Regions from separate parts of the Oryctolagus cuniculus genome. Here region 2 is linked to region 1. The links are chromatin contacts, called in public Hi-C maps. All regions are on one chromosome and are shown on one strand. Each heading gives the region's core, a stretch centred on a gene start, on an enhancer-like site or on the middle of the called end of the contact. The rest is flanking DNA. Distances are from core to core; before and after follow the strand shown. Region 1 holds the start of LOC108178936 (a long non-coding RNA gene). Region 2 holds the start of CCNY (cyclin Y).

What was found. A called contact is a pair of places that touch in the nucleus more often than the background predicts.
Region 2: a contact with region 1 is called in a Hi-C map of an unstated tissue, with 6 times the contacts expected there. The contact joins the promoter of CCNY here to the enhancer-like site in region 1. A contact is called at or near these places in 2 of 6 Hi-C or Micro-C datasets (skin fibroblasts and an unstated tissue).

Annotation. Positions count from the first base shown.
Region 1 is chr13:107,190,932-107,195,769 of mOryCun1.1, reverse strand. It overlaps CCNY (cyclin Y), which reads left to right. Exons shown (of 11, transcript XM_008274717.4): 5 at 3,187-3,287. It overlaps LOC108178936 (a long non-coding RNA gene), which reads right to left and starts at 4,460. Exons shown (of 2, transcript XR_007914475.2): 1 at 4,135-4,460; 2 at 1-1,837. Within about 2 kb of position 1,484, at least 1 of the 8 cell types and tissues checked has an H3K27ac peak or open chromatin away from gene starts, as enhancers often do.
Region 2 is chr13:107,313,910-107,318,310 of mOryCun1.1, reverse strand. It overlaps CCNY (cyclin Y), which reads left to right and starts at 3,038. Exons shown (of 11, transcript XM_008274717.4): 1 at 3,038-3,192.

The DNA.
Region 1 (4,838 bases), core at 235-2,734:
GGGCTGCCTTCGTCCGTCCATCCATCTTCCGTGTACACCTGCGGCTTCCGTTGTTTTGGGGAGACACAGCTCACCCCCATTCTCCATCATTTGAATGCTTGCCTTGTCCTGGATTTGGCCAGTCACACACTTCGGGGGCCCCGTGCCCTGTGACACGCCCTCATTCTGTTTGTTTTGGGGACTCCTTCGCTTTTTGGCATCAGCCATTCCTCCAGGAGCCCTGCTTCCTTCTAGAGCAGACAGCCCGGGGGCTGAGGTCAGTCGCCACGGGGGTGGCCCTGCATCCAGGCCGTCCGCAGGGTGGCTGGGACCACGTTGCAGAACTCAGAACCCTGACACCCTTGGTTCCCCTTCCAGTCTCCCGTGAGGTTTTGGTTTCTGGACTTTGGTCTTTGGCTTTTGCCATATATATTTTTTAAAAGACAACTTTATTGATATCTAATTTACATGCCATAAAATTTTGTGGGTTTGGTGCACTCCCAGAGTGCTGTGCCCCTCACCAGGGTCTGCATGAGCACACACTGGTCTCCCAGGGTCTGTGAGCACACACTGGTCTCCCAGGGTCTGTGTGAGCACACACTGGTCTCCCAGGGTCTGTGTGAGCACACACTGGTCTCACAGGGTCTGTGAGCACACACTGGTCTCCCAGGGTCTGTGTGAGCACACACTGGTCTCCCAGGGTCTGTGTGAGCACACACTCGTCTCCCAGGGTCTGTGTGAGCACACACTCGTCTCCCGGGGTCTGTGAGCACACACTCGTCTCCCGGGGTCTGTGAGCACACACTGGTCTCCCAGGGTCTGTGAGCACACACTCATCTCTCAGGGTCTGTGTGAGCACACACTGGTCTCCCAGGGTCTGTGAGCACACACTCATCTCCCAGGGTCTGTGCTCACACACTCGTCTCCCAGGGTCTGTGCTAGCACACTCGTCTCCCCAGGAAGAAGCCCAGGCCCAGGAGCTGTCGCCTCCTGTTCTCTACCCGTCCTGCGCCACTCTGTCTCCGTGCATTTGTCTGTTAGGAGGGCGCTCACCGGCAGGTGGTCTTCGTGAGTGACGTCCTCCTTGTAGTTCGCCAAGTAGCAGCACGAGCCAGACCTCCTTCCTTAGGTCGCGCCTCACCCTACTCCTGCGCTCATCACCGAGGGGCGCTGGCTCCCTTCCCCTTCTGGCCATCAAGGAGCCAGACTGCTCTCTGTGCTGTCAGCGGCACAGGTGCGCCCGGCTGCTGGGTACACCGTGGTCCTCCCTCCCTCCGCACACCCAGAACGGGGAGCAGCCTCAGGCCAGGAGCTTCTCTGGTCGCTTGAGCTTCTTGGAGATCTGGGGTTTAGATCTAGAGAATGACGCTCGGCCGTCGCGGTCGGCCTGACGTCCACCCGATGGCTTCACGCCCAGGTGGTGATCAGGGTGTCGGATCCCTGCAGCCAAGAATCCCCGTAGCTTAACACCTGTGGGCCCGGGAGGCTGACGAGGCCTCGCCTTGAGAACTTGGCAGATCAGCCCTTGGTTCTGGGCCGCGCCCCGGGCCAGGCCCCTCGGTGTGGCTGGTTTGTGTTAATCCTGACTCCTGGGGCTGGGCATGCAGCACGGCGCCCCCTGCCGTCCGTGAGCTCCGGGGGTGACCTCTTAGAGGACAAGGGGGCAAGTGCACGCCTGCTCTGCCGCGCCTCGCTTCCCGGCCCAGGAAGCTTTGTTCCCGGCAGTTCCCTTCGCAGTTGAGGTCCGGGTCAGAGGGAGAGTGGAAACCGCCCGGGAAGCACAGGTGGCGTCTCCGACCCTCGGAAGGCTCTCTCAGTCTGGGTGTCGGGTTGATGGCGTGTGCTGAGAGGTGGGCGCCTGTGGGGAGAGGATTTGAGGCTCTTCTAAACGCTTGCCGCCGTGTTGGTGGCTGTTAGATTCTGCGTTTCAGTGTGCCCTGCCTGATCGCAATGCGATTGCCATAAGAGCTGCCGAGAACCGACAGGGATGGTCTTGGAGTGGCGTCCTGAGAGTGCTGCGGCCTGCCACGTTACAACCCACGAGGTGTAACCCCTGCCCCCCCGCCCCTGCCCCCAGCACAAGGCGGCGTCAGGGGGAAGGGAGTGTGCGTTTCCTCCCTCTGGCTGGTTCCTTCCCACCCACGCCTGGGGAGGGAGGCGGGCCGGGGGCTGCGGGGTGCAGCGCCCTCTAGCTGCGCTGTCAGGAACCGGATGCCCGAACGGGAACCAGGATCCCCCAGTGTGTCCCTCTGATTGTTTAGGTACGGAACGCTCACCGCGTGGGAAGTGAGTGACAGCGTCCACACCTTTGCTTAGTGCTCAGCTAGGCCTCGGCGTGTAAATTCAGCACCACCTCCCTTCCTGGCCCTTCCGGGAGGAGTGCTCCGTGCTAACGTTCTCCAGGAGCACAAAACTCGGCCGTGGAGAACAGGCGGGGCTGGGCCCTTGGGGCGGGCTCCTGACAGACACAGCAGGTGGAGCCGCTGTTTGGGATGCCAGCACCCCAGATGGGCTCCGCTTCCCGTCAGCGCCCTGCTAATCCACTCGGGAGGCAGCCTGGGGCCCTGCCCCCTGGACGAAGCTACAGGCTCCTGGTTCAGCCTGGCCCAAACTTGGCCGTTGTGGCCATTTGGGGAGTGAACCACAGATAGCTCTCTCTCTATTTCTGTCTCGCTCTGTGCGCTTTTCAAATAAACGACCAAATCTTTAAAAACAACAGCCTGCACAGTCCCACCACCTAGTGTCACCCAGCGCTCGTAGTTTCTGAAGTGTCAGGTAGTTTTCCTCTCAAACCTGCTTTGTCCCTAACAAAGCAAAGATTCTTCTCCTTCTCTATGACTTCAGCTGCTGAAACCCAGAGCGTCCGGAGAGTCTAACTTAGCGTCGCCTGCACTTTCCGGGCCCCGGCGAGCCGTAGCCCAGGGGCCCACGCGCACGGCAGACCCCTGGATTGACCCCAGGGCACAGGAGCAGGATGCCAGCCAGCCGTGGGCCTCCCTCCTGGGGTGCACGGTGCGCCCTGTGTGTCGCAGGGTCCCCCAGGTGTAGGAGACTCGGGGCTGGGCGGTGCCACGCGAATGTGCGGGGGTCCCTCTTGTGAGTGGAATGTTCCCTGTCGGCGGGGGCCTGCGGTCGGTGCCCAGCAGAGGGGGTGACGGGACGTGGGGCCCTGTGTGACTGTGCTTGTCTTGTTCCCCTGTCTTCCAGCACCCTCCAGGACAAATAGCAAGGAAGTACAGCTCCTGCTCCACTATTTTCCTAGACGATAGCACAGTCAGTCAACCGAACCTCAAGTATACAATTAAATGGTGGGTATGCGGACGCCTTTGCTGCCCCTTCACCTGACGGACAGCCGAGCCGGGGGTGGGGAGGGGCAGCGGGGGTGGGGGTGGGGGTGGGTGGGGAGGGGCAGCGGGAACAGCCGAGCCGGGGTGGGGGTGGGTGGGGAGGGGCAGTGGGAACAGCGGAGCGGGGGGAGGGGCAGCGGGAACAGCTGAGCGGGGGGTGGGGAGGGGCAACGGGAACAGCCGAGTGGGGGGGGGACAGCGGGAACAGCCGAGCCGGGGTGGGGGTGAGGGTGGGTGGGGGTGAGGGTGGGTGGGGAGGGGCAGCGGGAACAGCCGAGCCGGGGTGGGGTTGGGGGGTAGGGGTGGGTGGGGAGGGGCAGCGGGAACAGTCCAGGACTTCTGCTTAGCGAGGGGTTTTGGTGGTTAGATTGCAGGGAGCTCGAAACATGCTTACATAATGCTGTGTGCATAGAAGGCCCGAGTCGTAAGTCAGGTTTAAACGCAGGTTCTGTGAGGCTTGTTGGTTCTGCGCATGCTCTCCCCCTCCCACTGCACACTGAAGCCGACCTGGCACAGCCCCACCGGCGTTTGCCCTTCCAGACACTGGAGGCTGCGCCCGGGCCCCGGTGTGTGTGCCTGGAGCTGGGCGCTCTCTCACTGGGGAGGTTGTGCGGGGCTGGGCCGGAGCAAGCAGGGGGCCGCGTTTCCCTGCCGCCTTTGCCAGCCATCATGGAGACCCTGGGGTGCTGGGGTCTGGCCCGGAGCTCTCCAGTGGAACGCCCGACGGTTCACGTCTGTGCCTTGGAAGACGGTCCCCCTCCTGAGCCACCCTGCAGCCATCCTGCGAAGCGAGCGTTCAGATTTCTACCTCAGAAGCCTTCTGTAGCCCGCTCGGCGTGTGAGCCCACGTGACCAGCGCCCGTCAGGTTGCCGTGAGGACGGCGTGCCTCCCTCCCGCCTGCTGGGCTCCAGCTCCCTGCTGTCCCCTGTCTGGGTGGAGACGAAGTGTCACCCTACCCCCGTGCTGCGGCGTGGCCTTGCCTGGGCTGGAGCTTCCTGCCGGGAAGGGAGGCTCAGTGCCTCTGGGAATGTTTCCTGCATTACGTCATGGGGACAGAGATGTGGAAGGGCCGGAGCGGTGCCGGGCGCTGAGCTGACATCCGCTCTAGCCCAGAGCGACTGACGTCCCCTGCCTCCGGGCCTCTCCTAGCAGGAGCAGAGGGACGCTGCGTGTCGGGGACAGGGAGGCTCGCCAGGGTTGCCAAGGTCAGGTGGGTCTGACTCAGCAGCTTGCCGTTAGGCGGCTTAAAATTGCCAGTGGTGTGACACACTCCTGGGAGCCTGGTGCTGGGCCTGTCTGCGGGGTGCACCTGAGATACGTATATGTCCACATAAAACACCTGTGCCAGCCCTGGGTGCTCCTGGGAGCCGCCAGGGAGCTTAAGAGCACACAGCCGGTGGGCGTCCCCCCACAGACCTCGGCTGAACCCTCCCGTGGTGTCACTGCCCTCCCCCGGAGATTCCGGTGGGCAGCCAGGCTTGGGGGTCCTGGTGCAAGTGGGCAGCTGCCTC
Region 2 (4,401 bases), core at 1,789-4,288, 120 kb before region 1:
CAGACTCAGCCAAGACACCTGCACAACGAACTCTAAGAGTGATTATGGGCGCTGGTTCCTGTCCCAGCTGCTCCTCTTCCGACCCAGCTCTCTGCTGTGGCCTGGGAGAGCAGTGGAGGATGGCCCAGGGGCTAGGGCCCTGCACCCGCGTGGGACATCTGGAGGAGGCTCCTGGCTCCCGGCTTCAGCCTGGCTGTTGTGGACATTTGATTAGGGAGCCAATGAATGGGAAATCTCTCTCTGCCTTCCAAATAAATAAAATTTAAAAAGTTTTTTTTTGACAGTTTTAACTAATATTTATGATTCTTGAACAACGTCATCTGCCCAGCCTTATCAAGTACTTATGCCTGATGTTTAGACAGTAGCTGCTCGGATCCAAGCAAACAGAAATATCCCTGACCTCTCTGTGCCAACATCCGAGAGCAGAGAGTGGCACACACCTGTTACTGATGCCATCAGCCACGAGGCTGTCGCCGGAGCCGAGCAAACGCCGGGGCCACGCTCTGTGAGCTGCGGGAGCCTCCTCGTGTATAAATCACCATGCCTCCGTGTTCTTACAGCAATGCAAAACAACTCACACAGCCGGGTTGCAGATACCCTGGCTGAGACACTTATCTTCTGGAAAGCGGCGTCCCACAATGAGACACTTTATAGGGTGGACTGCAAAGGCATGCGGGCTACTTATGTACTACACAGCAGAGTGGAGGGGCTCCAGGAAGTCTGTGAGACATGGACCCACATTTCCCGTGAGCGTTTTGTTTATGAAGGCCAGAACTTTACTGTTTGGCCAGCATCCTCTCCCTGACGCCAGACAGGATCTGATGAATAATGAGCACAAAAACAGCTTTTGAAAGAATCAACGCAAGTTTCTCTTTTCAAAATAGGTTCTTTAAAAAAAGTATTTATTTATTTGAAAGACAGAATTACAGCGAGGGAGAGAGAGAGAGAGAGAGAGAGAGAGAGAGAGAGAGAGAGAGAGAGACCTTCCATCCACGGGTTCACTCCCTAGATGACCGCAACAGGGCTGGCCACCCCAAAGCCACGAGCCTGGAATTCCGTCCAGGCCTCCCACGTGGGTGCAGGGGCCCAAGCACTTGGGCCACCTTGCGCTGCTTTCCCGAGTGCATTAACACAGGGAACTGGATCAGAGGTGGGGCAGCCAGGACTCCAGCTGGCACCCAGATGGGATGCCGTGTTGCGGGCTGCTCACCTGCTGTGCCACAGCTCTGGCCCACTGTAACTCTCTGAGGAGGCACCATAGTGGTTTCCATCGAGGCTGCAGCCTTTTACACTCCCACTAACAATGCATGTTTCTAACTCTCGAGTGTCCTGGTCTCGTGGCCTTGTGTGGACTGGAAGCGGTCCGTAGGTAAAATAATAGCACCAAGTGTCATCTGGCAACCTAACCCTGGGGACAAGAACTCTGAGAGCGAAAAGTCCGCCCTGGGTCATCGCAACATCCAACAATCCGTGATGCTGTGGACTCCCATTGGTTCCTTTCTGTGTAGAGAAACCGGCACCCATGCCCGTGCCAGGAGGCTGGCCATCCACTCTGTTACATCAGCGTGGCCGTGCTGAGCTCTATCGTTTCAAAAACTTAAGGAGTTCCATCAGACGTGGTGAGATTTTTCTCAGGACTGGTCTTTCAGTAGGTTATTTTTGTTACCCAGAAGTCTGTGGGGGGCTCCCTTCCCTGTCAATGCCACCTTAGGATGCGTTTCCGTATATCATAGAGAACATGAACGTCTTCCTAGGGAGTGATGTTGCAGGGACAGACACTGAACTGAAAACTGTATGTTTACAGAATGGTGTTTAGCAAGAGAGAGGGCATCCTAGCTGGGGCTGAACCACGAGGCCAGGCACCCACCCATGTCCGAGAACCTGGGTCTGACGCCGGCTCTGGCTCCTGACCCCGGCTTCCCGCCGATGCAGAGACCCCGGGGGCAGCAGTGGGGGGGGTCCACTCACGTGGGAGACCTGGAGGGTGCTCCCTGCTCCCGACTTGCACCCCAGTCTAGCCCAGACATCGTGGGCAGAAGGCAGTGGACCAGTGAATGGGTGATCCTTGTCTGCCTCACTTTTTCTCTTAAGTCCAAAAATTAATAGAAAAAAATGGTTTTAAAAAGAAAAGAGGGGGTTTGCATTGTGGTGTAAGGTACCACCTGGGCACCAAATGGTGTCCAGGCTGCTCTACTCTGACACAGCTCCCTGCTGATGGCCTGAGAAAGCAGCAGAAGATGGCCAAGTGCTTGGGCCCCTGCTGCTCACGTGGGAGACCCGGATGAAGACCACAGCTCCTGCCTGGCCCAGCCGTGGCTGTTGCAGCCATTTTGGGCGTGAACCAGCAGATGGAAGATCTCCCTGTAGCTCTGTCTCTCCCTCTCTCTGTGCCTTTTCCTTTCAAATAAAATAAGTTTTTTTTTTTTTTTTTTTTTTGACAAGCAGAGTGGACAGTGAGAGAGAGACAGAAAGGTCTTCCTTTTCCATTGGTTCATCCCCCAGTGGCCGCTGCAGCCAGCGTGCTGTGGCAGATCCGCACTGATCCGAAGGCAGGAGCCAGGTACTTCTCCTGGTCTCCCATGGGGTGCAGGGCCCAAGCATTTGGGCCATCCTCTACTGCACTCCCGGGCCACAGCAGAGAGCTGGACTGGAAGAGGAGCAACAGGGACAGAATTTGGCACCCCAACCGGGACTAGAACCCGTGGTGCCGGCGCTGCAGGCGGAGGATTAGCCTAGTGAGCTGTGGCCCTGGCCAAAATAAGTCTTTTTTAAAAAGAAAAGAAAATAGGGAAACGAATTACCTAGGAAGAGCCCTGTGGAGTTGGCAGTTAGGCACCTATGAAGTAGGACATTTGGGGGAGAGGCTGGGAGCCAGGATTTGGGAGTGCTGGGCTGTCCCTGTGGTCTATGGAAGTGACAAGTCTGATGACTGGCTACCTTTTGGGGCCACTGCATTACATACAGAGTTCTGGGAATCTGAGAGCAGTTAGAGGTGACACAGGCCCGAGGAGGGTCATGACAGGGCGATGACACACAAGGGGCATTGTGACAGTGTCGAGGGCTCTGGCTGGGAGGGATGGGAGGCAGGGAGAGACGTGTGCCCTGTCCTGGGCCAGAGCCCCTGTGAACACCACACTGGTCCCCGGCTGGCTGGCGGACTCGTCCAGGGAGAGCGTGGGCAGAGACATGGAGGTGAGCTCTGGAGGGAGGGGCCGAGGGCGCTGCAGGAAGTAGGAGTCACTTCCCTGGGGGTTCGGCAGCAGACTGGAGCCGAGGGGGCATGGAAGGCTCTGGTATTGGACTTGAGGGTAAGCCAGGGATAAATCAAAAACGGCAGAGCCACTGGTGGGGGTGGGGACCTCAGCAGAGGGGAGGTATCGCTTCACGTCCAGTGCTGCCACGCCCACCCTGCCTTTGTAAGTCAGGTGGCTCCTGTGTCAGTGAGCCCCAGTCTCGTCTGGTCATAGCGACATCAGGACCACACCTGGCACCAGGCCCCACTGCTGCCGAGGGAGCCTCGATCTGCAGTTTTCCAAAGCTACAGCTCATTTTTCTTCCAAGGAAAAGATTTTGCTGCTTCTTCTTTTTTTTTTTTTTTTTTGGACAGGCAGAGTTAGACAGTGAAAGAGAGAGACAGAGAGAAAGGTCTTCCTTCCATTGGTTCACCCCCCAAATGGCCACTACGGCTGGTGCTGTGCTGCTCTGAAGCCAGGAGCCAGGTGCTTCTCCTGGTCTCCCATGCGGGTGCAGGGCCCAAGCACCTGGGCCATCCTCCACTGCACTCCTGAGTCACAGCAGAGAGCTGGCCTGGAAGAGGAGTGACCGGGACAGAATCTGGTGCCCCAGCCGGGAGTAGAACCCGGGGTGCCGGCACCGCAGGTGGAGGATTAGCCTAGTGAGCCACGGCGCCGGCCAAAAAAAGCCACTTCTAGTTACTTAGAAACAAAACAGTTCAGTGCACTTCTGTGTTCTGAAATGCTCTGCACGTGTGTTTAGGACGTTTAACAAGGATTAGGAGGGTATCCAAGTGGGAGGGGCTGGCTCCCGCCTGCCATTCACCTCCAGCACTTGGGAGGTGACCTTGGAGCTCTAAGAAAGTCCCACTGTGTTCTGAAGTGAAGGACGGGGACGGCATCCGCGTCTCCCACGACACACAGGTGCACGTGTGCCAGAAGGGGCCGTTCCTGAGCCTCGCCTAGAACCGCCAGGGACGGGCTTGGAGAAGGAAGTGTGGGGACCACAGCTGAACACGTCTCCAGGCCACGCTGTCCCTGCGCCAGAGGGCTGAGGTGTCCGCCACCCCCTGCCCCCAGTCTGCTGGGCAGAGCCTCCTCCCGTCCCTCCATCACGCCCATGGCCACGGGATGAGAAGGGTTTCCAAGAACTGCTTTTAAAAAATGA